3 separate regions of the Mus musculus genome follow, and all the other regions are linked to region 1. A link is a contact called in public Hi-C and HiChIP or PLAC-seq data. All regions are on one chromosome and are shown on one strand. The core of a region is the stretch at or near the end of the contact, and the rest is flanking DNA. Distances in the headings are between cores, read along the strand shown. Region 1 holds the start of Actn2 (actinin alpha 2). Region 2 overlaps Mtr (5-methyltetrahydrofolate-homocysteine methyltransferase). Region 3 holds the start of Ryr2 (ryanodine receptor 2, cardiac).

Region 1 (2,700 bases), core at 92-2,591:
TATTTGATAATGAATGCAAGCATGAAGCCTTTTTCTTTCTTGTTAACATCACCATAGATTTCCAACATTATACACTTACTGACACACAATCACTCAAAGGAGCAGCTATGGAAACTCCCATGCACACTGACACTCACACTTAGCATCCACCTAACAGTAGGCTCTTAGAAGGGAAATCCACCTTGCTCATGCCCAGAAAAAGTAAGAAGATAAGGCATGAGGCACTGGCTTGGGGAACTGGCTTTTGTCAGAATGTTGAGTTAGTCTGTTGACTTGCCTAACCACCCAGGCTCTGTGCCCAGTCAAACAGAGGTGGAACTTAGCCTCCTGGTGAGCACCCCTATTTGTTTTAGCCAAGAGGATCAAGAAGAAACCCTGAATAATGGAATGTTCCATTAGGCCCCATAGAGCACCAAGATGGGGAGGGAGCTCTTGGAAGCTGGCTGTCTCCTTCATCCCTGTGTGCTTACCTCAATGAACTATAAATAGAGTGTGAAATAATTTTTACTTTGTAGGTGAATGTCTAGGGTTCTACAGCATCCCTCTCTAAGGAGCCTAACATGTTTAATAAGTAGTTTTCGAATTATCTTTGGGCCAGACCTAGGAAAGTTGAGATAGAGTGGGTTTTCATTTTGTGTCTTAGTGAGGAGACAGTCTTGGGGCAAATGAAGACAGCAGGGTCTGTCACAAAATAACTTTAGGGCAAGGTCATGGCAAAAGGAGAGCTGAGACTCTCAGATTCTAGTCTAACAGTCTTTTGAACATCATTCGTTTTCCAACTTATGTTAACTTTTATACACACACACACACACACACACACCAGGTGTCCTGCCTATCTCTGGGTGTGCTGTCCTTTCTGATGGTGCGGTGGGAGGCTGGGGGAACAAGAGCCTCCACCAGGGGGCCTCTTCTAGTGGTCACAGCCGGAGACGCCCCCACCCCACAACGACCCAGGCACAGACATGCGTGAGGGACCCTGCTGACCTTCCTCTGCTGCTTCTCCCAGGCCGGGTCGAGGAGCAGGTCGCGGTCCCACTCCTCCTCCTGGATCATATACTCATCTTCGTCGTAGACATAGTTGTACTGCACGCCGGGCTCTATCTGATTCATGGCGCTGGGTGGCTGGGGCGGCTGGGGAGCGAGCACAGCGCAAGGGATGGACAGACGGACGGAGAAATGGATGGATGGATGGATGGATGGATGGATGGATGAATGGATGGATGGATGGATGGATGGATGGATGGATGGATGGATGGATGGAAAGGCGGCGGGCTGCGGTGACCTTCTCGCGGTTCCTGGGGCGGCACGCCTGGGCGCGGAGTCTCCGGCGAAGTACCAGCACGCCTGCAGGCAGCGCCGCGCGGATTAATAGCCCGCTGAGAGTCACGTGCTGCCGGCCCCACCCACTCCCCGTCTCCAACACGTGTGGTTGGCTGGCTGGAGAGCCCCGCTCAGGTTCCACTGCCTTGACTCCGCCCACCCCTGCTCTCTGCTGGCTTCCAGGGATGACCTAGGGGCACCTCGGACAGCAACCCAGAGGAAAGTAGGGAGGGTTGGAAGCTTAGAACTAGGGAGAGGACACATATGGATCCGGTCCCACCTCTCACAGCACACACAAGGGTTCCAAAGACCCGCTGCAAAGTCATGTTTCCCGTGTGTCCACAAGCTAGCTGAAAAATCTCCCTCATCCCTCCTTTTCCTCCCCCACTCCCACTTCCACTCCCACCTCTCTCTCTCTCTCTCTCTCTCTCTCTCTCTCTCACACACACACACACACACACACACACTCCTCCGCCCCTTTCCCCTCCCCTCCTCCTTCTCCTGCCCACTCCTCCTCTTTTTCTATTTGTCTTTCTTTTCTCCTCTTTTCCTCCTCTTCAGTTCTCTGCCTCTCTGCCTCTCCACCTCTCCTCTACTCCCTGTTCACCTCCTTCCTCCTTCCCTTCTTTCAGTTCTTCTAAAGTGTCTCCCTCCTTCTTTGTCCTCTCTTTATTCATCGTTCCCTCTCTTAATCCTCAGTCTTCTCTCCCATTCCATTCTTTCTCCCTCCGTTTAAAAACCCCTGAATACCCTCTTTCTTGGCTTCTCGCCCTCACCTGAAGGACTCAAGGCATGTAACTTAAACCAAATGTATCAAAATGTCAGTAACCAAGCCAAAGCAGGAAGCGTCTAGTACTCACCTGCCAGCCATAAATTCAGAGAACTGACAATGACAGGCCGGTGGCCAGTTTCTCCTTACATTTCCGTTTCTCCCCGCAGTGCTGCACTTCTGCTCTCACCAGACCTGCTTAGCCGTCCCTAGAAATTATGTCACCCAAGGAAGTAAAGCCAGAGCCATGGGAGCAGAGGGCTGAAATTTCAAGTCAATCCTGTAACAACCACCTGCTATAAGCTGAATACAGCATTAGGTGCCCAAAACATCTGAGAGGATAGGGTCCCCCCAGTTAAGTTTATATCCCAATTTAGTAACCGCTGCCAGCAGGTGCTACAGTACTATTTGTGGCGCAAGGCTACCAATCTGCAGCCAGGTTGCAAGAGAAACTGTGTAGACTTAGAATCGCCAAATTCTTTCAACATCTACTGTTTTTTGCAGAAAAACTCACACAATCAACAAATGCAATGTATTACTGGTTTTTTTTTTCTTTTAATTCTCACCACAGGCAAGCTTAGCTTTTGCCTATTGTTGGTTGTTCTCCTCAG
Region 2 (2,700 bases), core at 143-2,642, 140 kb before region 1:
AGTTCTAGCCCCTCTTCTTATGTGAGTGGGATCCCAGGCAGAGCCCTTAGCAAGAGTCGAGCATCAGCCCAGAACAAACCTAGGACTGTCAGCTCCACTGTAGTCAATCAGGTACTAAACCTCAAGATAGCTCCTTTTTTTTCTTTTTTTTTGCCTCTCTGCCATGCAGAGACCAGTGTGTAACTGATGTCAGTAAGTACATTTATTTGAAGAAAATGTTAATAAAAGGGCACATTTACCTGACATGATAAGGGCAAGCAAACACTGAAATGCTCGTGTGAAAGCTGAGTGGTGAGTCACGTGGAAGCAGCTGTATCCTGTACAAACTAAACACTTAGTGCCTTCCCTCAAACCACTCCGAATCACAACACATCGTGAACACCAGGCAGGCAGGACTTACTAACCTACTGCTTTGTCATTAAATATCTTGGGAAATCCTCGGTTCGGGTACTTGCCCCGGAGCTGCCAGACGTCAAAGAAAGGCTTCCAGTCAATGTAGTCCACCAGCTTTTGCAGGTTGTAGTCCTCAAAGACCTGGGTCCCAATAAACGTGGGCTTCACTAGAGGAGAGGCACAGCTGTCAGCGTTGGCACAGCAGCTGGGAGAGCACTCACACCAACACACACTGAGGTGTCCTCTGCTGCTCCTCACTCCACAGCGCACTCCCACACCTGCTTCCCTCCTGTCACCCGTAGGAGTTGTCTTACCAAGAACAGAACTTTCAATTACTGTGGAAAAGGAATTTTCCCATGCAGCTGACTGACTGCTGGAAACTTCCCTCCACCCTTCTAGCCCCACCATAGCCAAGAAAAAAGGAAGCCTTGAGTTCATCCCTGAGTATACAGACGGTCAGAGTGTTAAAGACCACTGCAGAAGCAGAAGGGCTTGTGTAATACACTACTCGTATCAGGTTTACAAACATGAACCAAGAGCCTTGCCTGCACAGTCATTCTCTCTCTCTTTCTCTCTCTCTCTCTCTCTCTCTCTCTCTCTCTCTCTCTCTCTCTCTCACACACACACACACACACACACACACATACACACACACACACAGAGTAGGGACATATACTGAAATGAGTTCCCTACTCTGCAGGGGAGGGACAAATACAGGACCTCCACTATGAATAAATACCCGATTTTAAAAAAAAAAAGGAGTCATAAATCATTTCTTAGATTGTATAATGGAAATAGAGGGGTGTTCAGAAATTGTCCTTTATATCCAAGCCTGAAACATACCATAACATACATGATTCTGGGGCCTCTATAGGCAGACTGTGCTCCAGCCATTTCAGGACACCAAGGACAAAATGCCACATGGATACTGGGCCAGAGGCCAAGGTACCAGTGCTACTGCCAACTCTGAATGGCCATGTCTCCCTGTGACTAGGGATCTGAGGACTGGCTGTTCCACTGTTAGCAGCTGCTCTGAAGAACACCGGCCTCTCAGGAAGCAAGGGGAGAGCGGAGGAGCTCTTAACTAGAATCTCTGCCTTCCTGCACCGCAGTGACTCCTCCCATCTGTTCTGCCATCTTCCCATGATTCACAACTGCCCCTCTTTTCAACCACCATTGAACAGCTTTGTTAACAAAGTCTGGATAGTCTTCTTAGGAGAGAAACTGAAGAGAGACCACTGACACTCCAGACTTAAAGAGGCCTCTTGTTACAGTGGCCTGCAGCTGTGGAGCTGCTGAGGGCAGGGCTACTCTTGATCAAGCTTCATGCCCAGAATCCTGGGGTTGTTGCTTCAGGCTCTTCTTCCCAAGGTCTAGAGAGAGAAAGCTGTCCTTTTTAGGGTTTGATGTCCTATAGCTCCCTGAAGATAACTGGAATAGCCTCAAAACATGGGAAGGCCATACCTTGAGACCCGCATCCTTCAGGCAGTAAGGTAGATAGAGCCGAGTGATGCATCATATGGGGGTTAAAAAAGGCAACCCAAGAAGTATCTCCACCACTACCAGGAGCCACAGCCCTTTTAGGATCGACAACTTGCCCTGACGCCTCTAGACCAACGTTTAGAGTAAAGATAAACAGTAAATAAAGACCCACAGCATGGACTCTGCTCTAGTGATTTCTAGGTCTTCAAAGGTTTTCACATTAGTATCTAATTTTACCCTTTGAACATTTCCTTAAAGTAATCCCCCTTTACACAACGGAGCTTGTAAAAATGCAGAAGACAGACACTCAAGGTCACAACAGTGAATCAGAGCCAGGAGCCAAGTAGGGACAAGCACTCGGGCCTCCAGCTCCCAGTCTGGCACTCTTTCCACTAAACCACCCTGAACCCAGCAGGAGTGAAATCAGAACTGAGCACACCTACATTTGCAATTTCATCTCAACTCTGCAGAGCATGTGTAGAGCACAGATGTCATGAGCACTGAAAGCGGATTTCAGACATTACCTTGAAAATACGGATTCTGCTAACAGAACCCCCTTTCACCCTGTCTTGGTTTTGCATTTGTATCTCATGTCTCTCTGAGCCTGTCAAAACATCTTACGCATATTATTCCCTTGTGAACACCTATGTGAGGTAAGAAAAGTAGCTAGAAATAAAACAGGAAGAAACCACATAACAGAAATTAAAAGGGAAGCATCCAGAGACAGAACAAGAAAGTGAAAAGGGACCCAGCTTTGCTGCAGAGTCTCTCAAGACCTGTAAGTGCAAGGCCATTTTATATTTCAGACATTCCAAGCCAAGTCTT
Region 3 (2,700 bases), core at 60-2,559, 230 kb before region 1:
CATGATGCTCAGCCTCTGTAAATTCTTTCATGCGGTCCGTGCACACACACACACAACACACAGGAACGCACACTCACACACACACACACATGCACACACACACACACACACACACACACACACACACACACACACACACGGTTCCAATGCGCTCTGCAAGCTGTCGTCACGAAAACCAGCATGGCACCATGCCGGGAACCGTGGGGACCACCGGAGCAAGCCTCCATGGCATTGGTATCTGCTCGACTTGGGGGCACCCTGGGGGCAGCCTTCTCAGCCCTGGCCAGTCACTATATGATCGACACCGCCAAGTACTCGGATTGCGATGTCTTCACTCCGTGACGGCGCGCAGACTCAGCCCTGAAGCCCCAGGGACGGCGAAAGCCAGAGCCGCCACGCTAAGCGCGCCCCACGGAACACGCAGCCCTGCACCCTAGCCTGAGTCGGTCGAAGAGGTCCCTGGCCAATTCAGCTCCCGCAGCTGGGTAGCGCCCGCCCGGGTGCCTCCCGCTGGCTCGCCACGCTGTCACCGCACTGAGTCCTCTTGGTTTTCCACATGCGCGCACAGACACGCGTCCTGCCCTTCCCCGGGCAGACCCGCACACCTGCACACATGTGGTGATGCAGACCCCTCCAGCATCCCTGGGGCGCCTCTGGCGGACCAGAGGCGGCCCCGCAGCCGGTTGTCACTCTACGGGGACCCTGCGGGGGGCTCCCAGGCACCCCTTCCCCTGGGAGATGCGCGCCGCGACGTGGCACTTACAGTTCTCAGGAACTGGATCTCATCCTCGCCTTCGCCCGCATCAGCCATGGCTCCGCGCTCCTGGCCCGGCCGGCTCCGGAGCCCGGCGGAGCCCCACGACCGCGGCCACTTATGCTGCTGCTGCTACTGCTGAAGCTGCTGCTGCGGCTTCTCTGGACGCTCTAGTCACTGCTAACCAGGATGTTCTAGGGGCTCCAACGGCTGCTACTCGGGTCGCTGCCCCTGCGGCGGCCACAGCCAGGAGCCCGAGGCACCCGGGGGGCCGCGCTGCTGGTGCCGAGAGCCCAGCGGTCGGTCCCCCTGCAGCGCGGCGGAGGCGGGCACGCGGGGGCGGCCGAGGCGCGGGGCCTCCCTGCGCCGCACGGTGCGGGAGGAGGGCAGCCCGGCGTGAGGACGCAGGGAGGAGGCCCCACTGCCCGGCGCGCTCGGCCCCGGCTCCCGCCAGCGAGTGCCCGGAGCCCGCGGAGCCGGGCTAGTGCAGCGGCGGGGGCGGGCTGGGGGCGGGCGGGGAGGAGCTGCCAGCCCCGGCTGCTGCAGGTAATCCGCAGCCCGCTCCTCCGGCCGCCAGCGCCGGGGCACAGTGCCGCTTACTGGCTGCTTGGGGAATCAACTGGCGCGTGCCAGAGCGCTCAGCCATCCCCTGCACCTGTGCCCTTCCTGACCTCAAGTCCAAGGAGCTCAGCTTCCCGCTGAGCCCTGCTACAGTACTTGCCACCCATTTCTAAGGCCTTTTGGATTGCACGGGGAACTCTCCTTCTCCCCCGGTGCACAGAATGGGGAGCCTCTACGTGTGATCGATATTTACACTTCGACTCCCTCCATACGAGATAGAGGTGGTTTTCTTAGTTATTGAGTCAGCATGCACCAGACTCATCACAGATTAAGTTCTCACCACAAGGGGCCTGGTGTGGATGGTCGAGGAGTTTTAACAAATTATTCAGCAACAGGGGTGAGAGAGAAGGCTGAAGAAGAGCACTCACTGATCTTGTAGAGGATGCGCCTCGGTTCCTAGCACCCACGCGAGACAGCTCACAACCACCTGTCACTCTGGTTCCAGGAGACCCAGTGCCCTCTGGCCTCCATGGGCACCTGAAGGTACTTCGTGCACATACATTTATTAGGCACATATGCATAGATAAAATAAGTATATATTAAAAAGTACTCAACGACAGCACAACAATCCCAGCATTCAACGACAAAGTAGGCATCTTGCCATGCATTGTGATACAAGACACACAAATTCATAATGCACCTGCGCAAGAAATTACAATAAAGTATGGTGTGCTAAGGACCAGTCCGATCACTGAATGCGCTAAACTCACACCGTGGTATCCGCGATCTGCCGTGAGAGAGCAAAGTTAAACATTCCTCCACAAATGCCGGATCCAAATCTCACAATGCTCCATGTAATCATAAGCCATCAAATCTCCATTTTAAAAACAGCTGCTGTAAGCCAGCTAGCCGGCTCAGCTGGTGAAGGCACTTGCCACCAATCCTGACTAGATGAGTTCAATTCCAGGGACCCACATGGTGGGAAGAAAGAACTCCAAGTTCTCCTCAGCCTCCACACACAGCCGTCATACACATAAATAAATAAATGTTTTTAAAAGTAGTATGTAACTATGACTAAGAAATAAAATGTCGGAAGCAACTGGGACAAGAAATCCAACACATGTTTTCTCAGTTCTAAGTGTTTTCATTTATATCACTGAAAAAAAATTATAGAGAAAGCAACGTTCCCACATGCCCAACCTACTCATAGTCAGGAGTTATACAATAAATAATTTTGCGTTAACTTATCTCTGCTACACATGTTACAGCATCTGGTACATCATTAAAACTGCCCAGAAATTTTCAGGTGGGTTACATTTTGTTTCCACCTTTCCTATTTTCGTCCTTACAAAGTTAAAGTTTTTGTCTATTTCCAAGAAAAATAA

What was found. A called contact is a pair of places that touch in the nucleus more often than the background predicts. HiChIP or PLAC-seq counts read pairs in DNA pulled down with a chosen protein or histone mark.
Region 2: an H3K27ac HiChIP or PLAC-seq map of heart atrium shows a contact between it and region 1, with 9 read pairs. The contact joins the enhancer-like site here to the promoter of Actn2 in region 1. A contact is called at or near these places in 1 of 39 promoter capture datasets (cranial neural crest), 1 of 484 Hi-C or Micro-C datasets (Th1 cells), 1 of 115 datasets of contacts at active chromatin or transcription factors (heart atrium) and 3 of 9 other capture datasets (adipose tissue, liver and pancreatic islet).
Region 3: a Hi-C map of cardiomyocytes shows a contact between it and region 1, with 1.9 times the contacts expected there. The contact joins the promoter of Ryr2 here to the promoter of Actn2 in region 1. A contact is called at or near these places in 1 of 39 promoter capture datasets (liver), 2 of 484 Hi-C or Micro-C datasets (cardiomyocytes and embryonic stem cells) and 1 of 115 datasets of contacts at active chromatin or transcription factors (the SCID.adh cell line).

What each region holds. Positions count from the first base shown.
Region 1 is chr13:12,339,391-12,342,090 of GRCm38.p6, forward strand. It overlaps Actn2 (actinin alpha 2), which reads right to left and starts at 1,342. Exons shown (of 21, transcript NM_033268.4): 1 at 985-1,342. The coding sequence starts at 1,110.
Region 2 is chr13:12,194,834-12,197,533 of GRCm38.p6, forward strand. Mtr (5-methyltetrahydrofolate-homocysteine methyltransferase) reads right to left here. Exons shown (of 33, transcript NM_001081128.3): 28 at 405-560. Among named protein-coding and RNA genes, the nearest start is that of Gm10336, 9.7 kb to the left of the region's middle. Within about 2 kb of position 1,393, at least 40 of the 459 cell types and tissues checked have an H3K27ac peak or open chromatin away from gene starts, as enhancers often do. A contact at or near this core is called in heart atrium, where this site is marked.
Region 3 is chr13:12,105,636-12,108,335 of GRCm38.p6, forward strand. It overlaps Ryr2 (ryanodine receptor 2, cardiac), which reads right to left and starts at 1,310. Exons shown (of 105, transcript NM_023868.2): 1 at 764-1,310. The coding sequence starts at 811.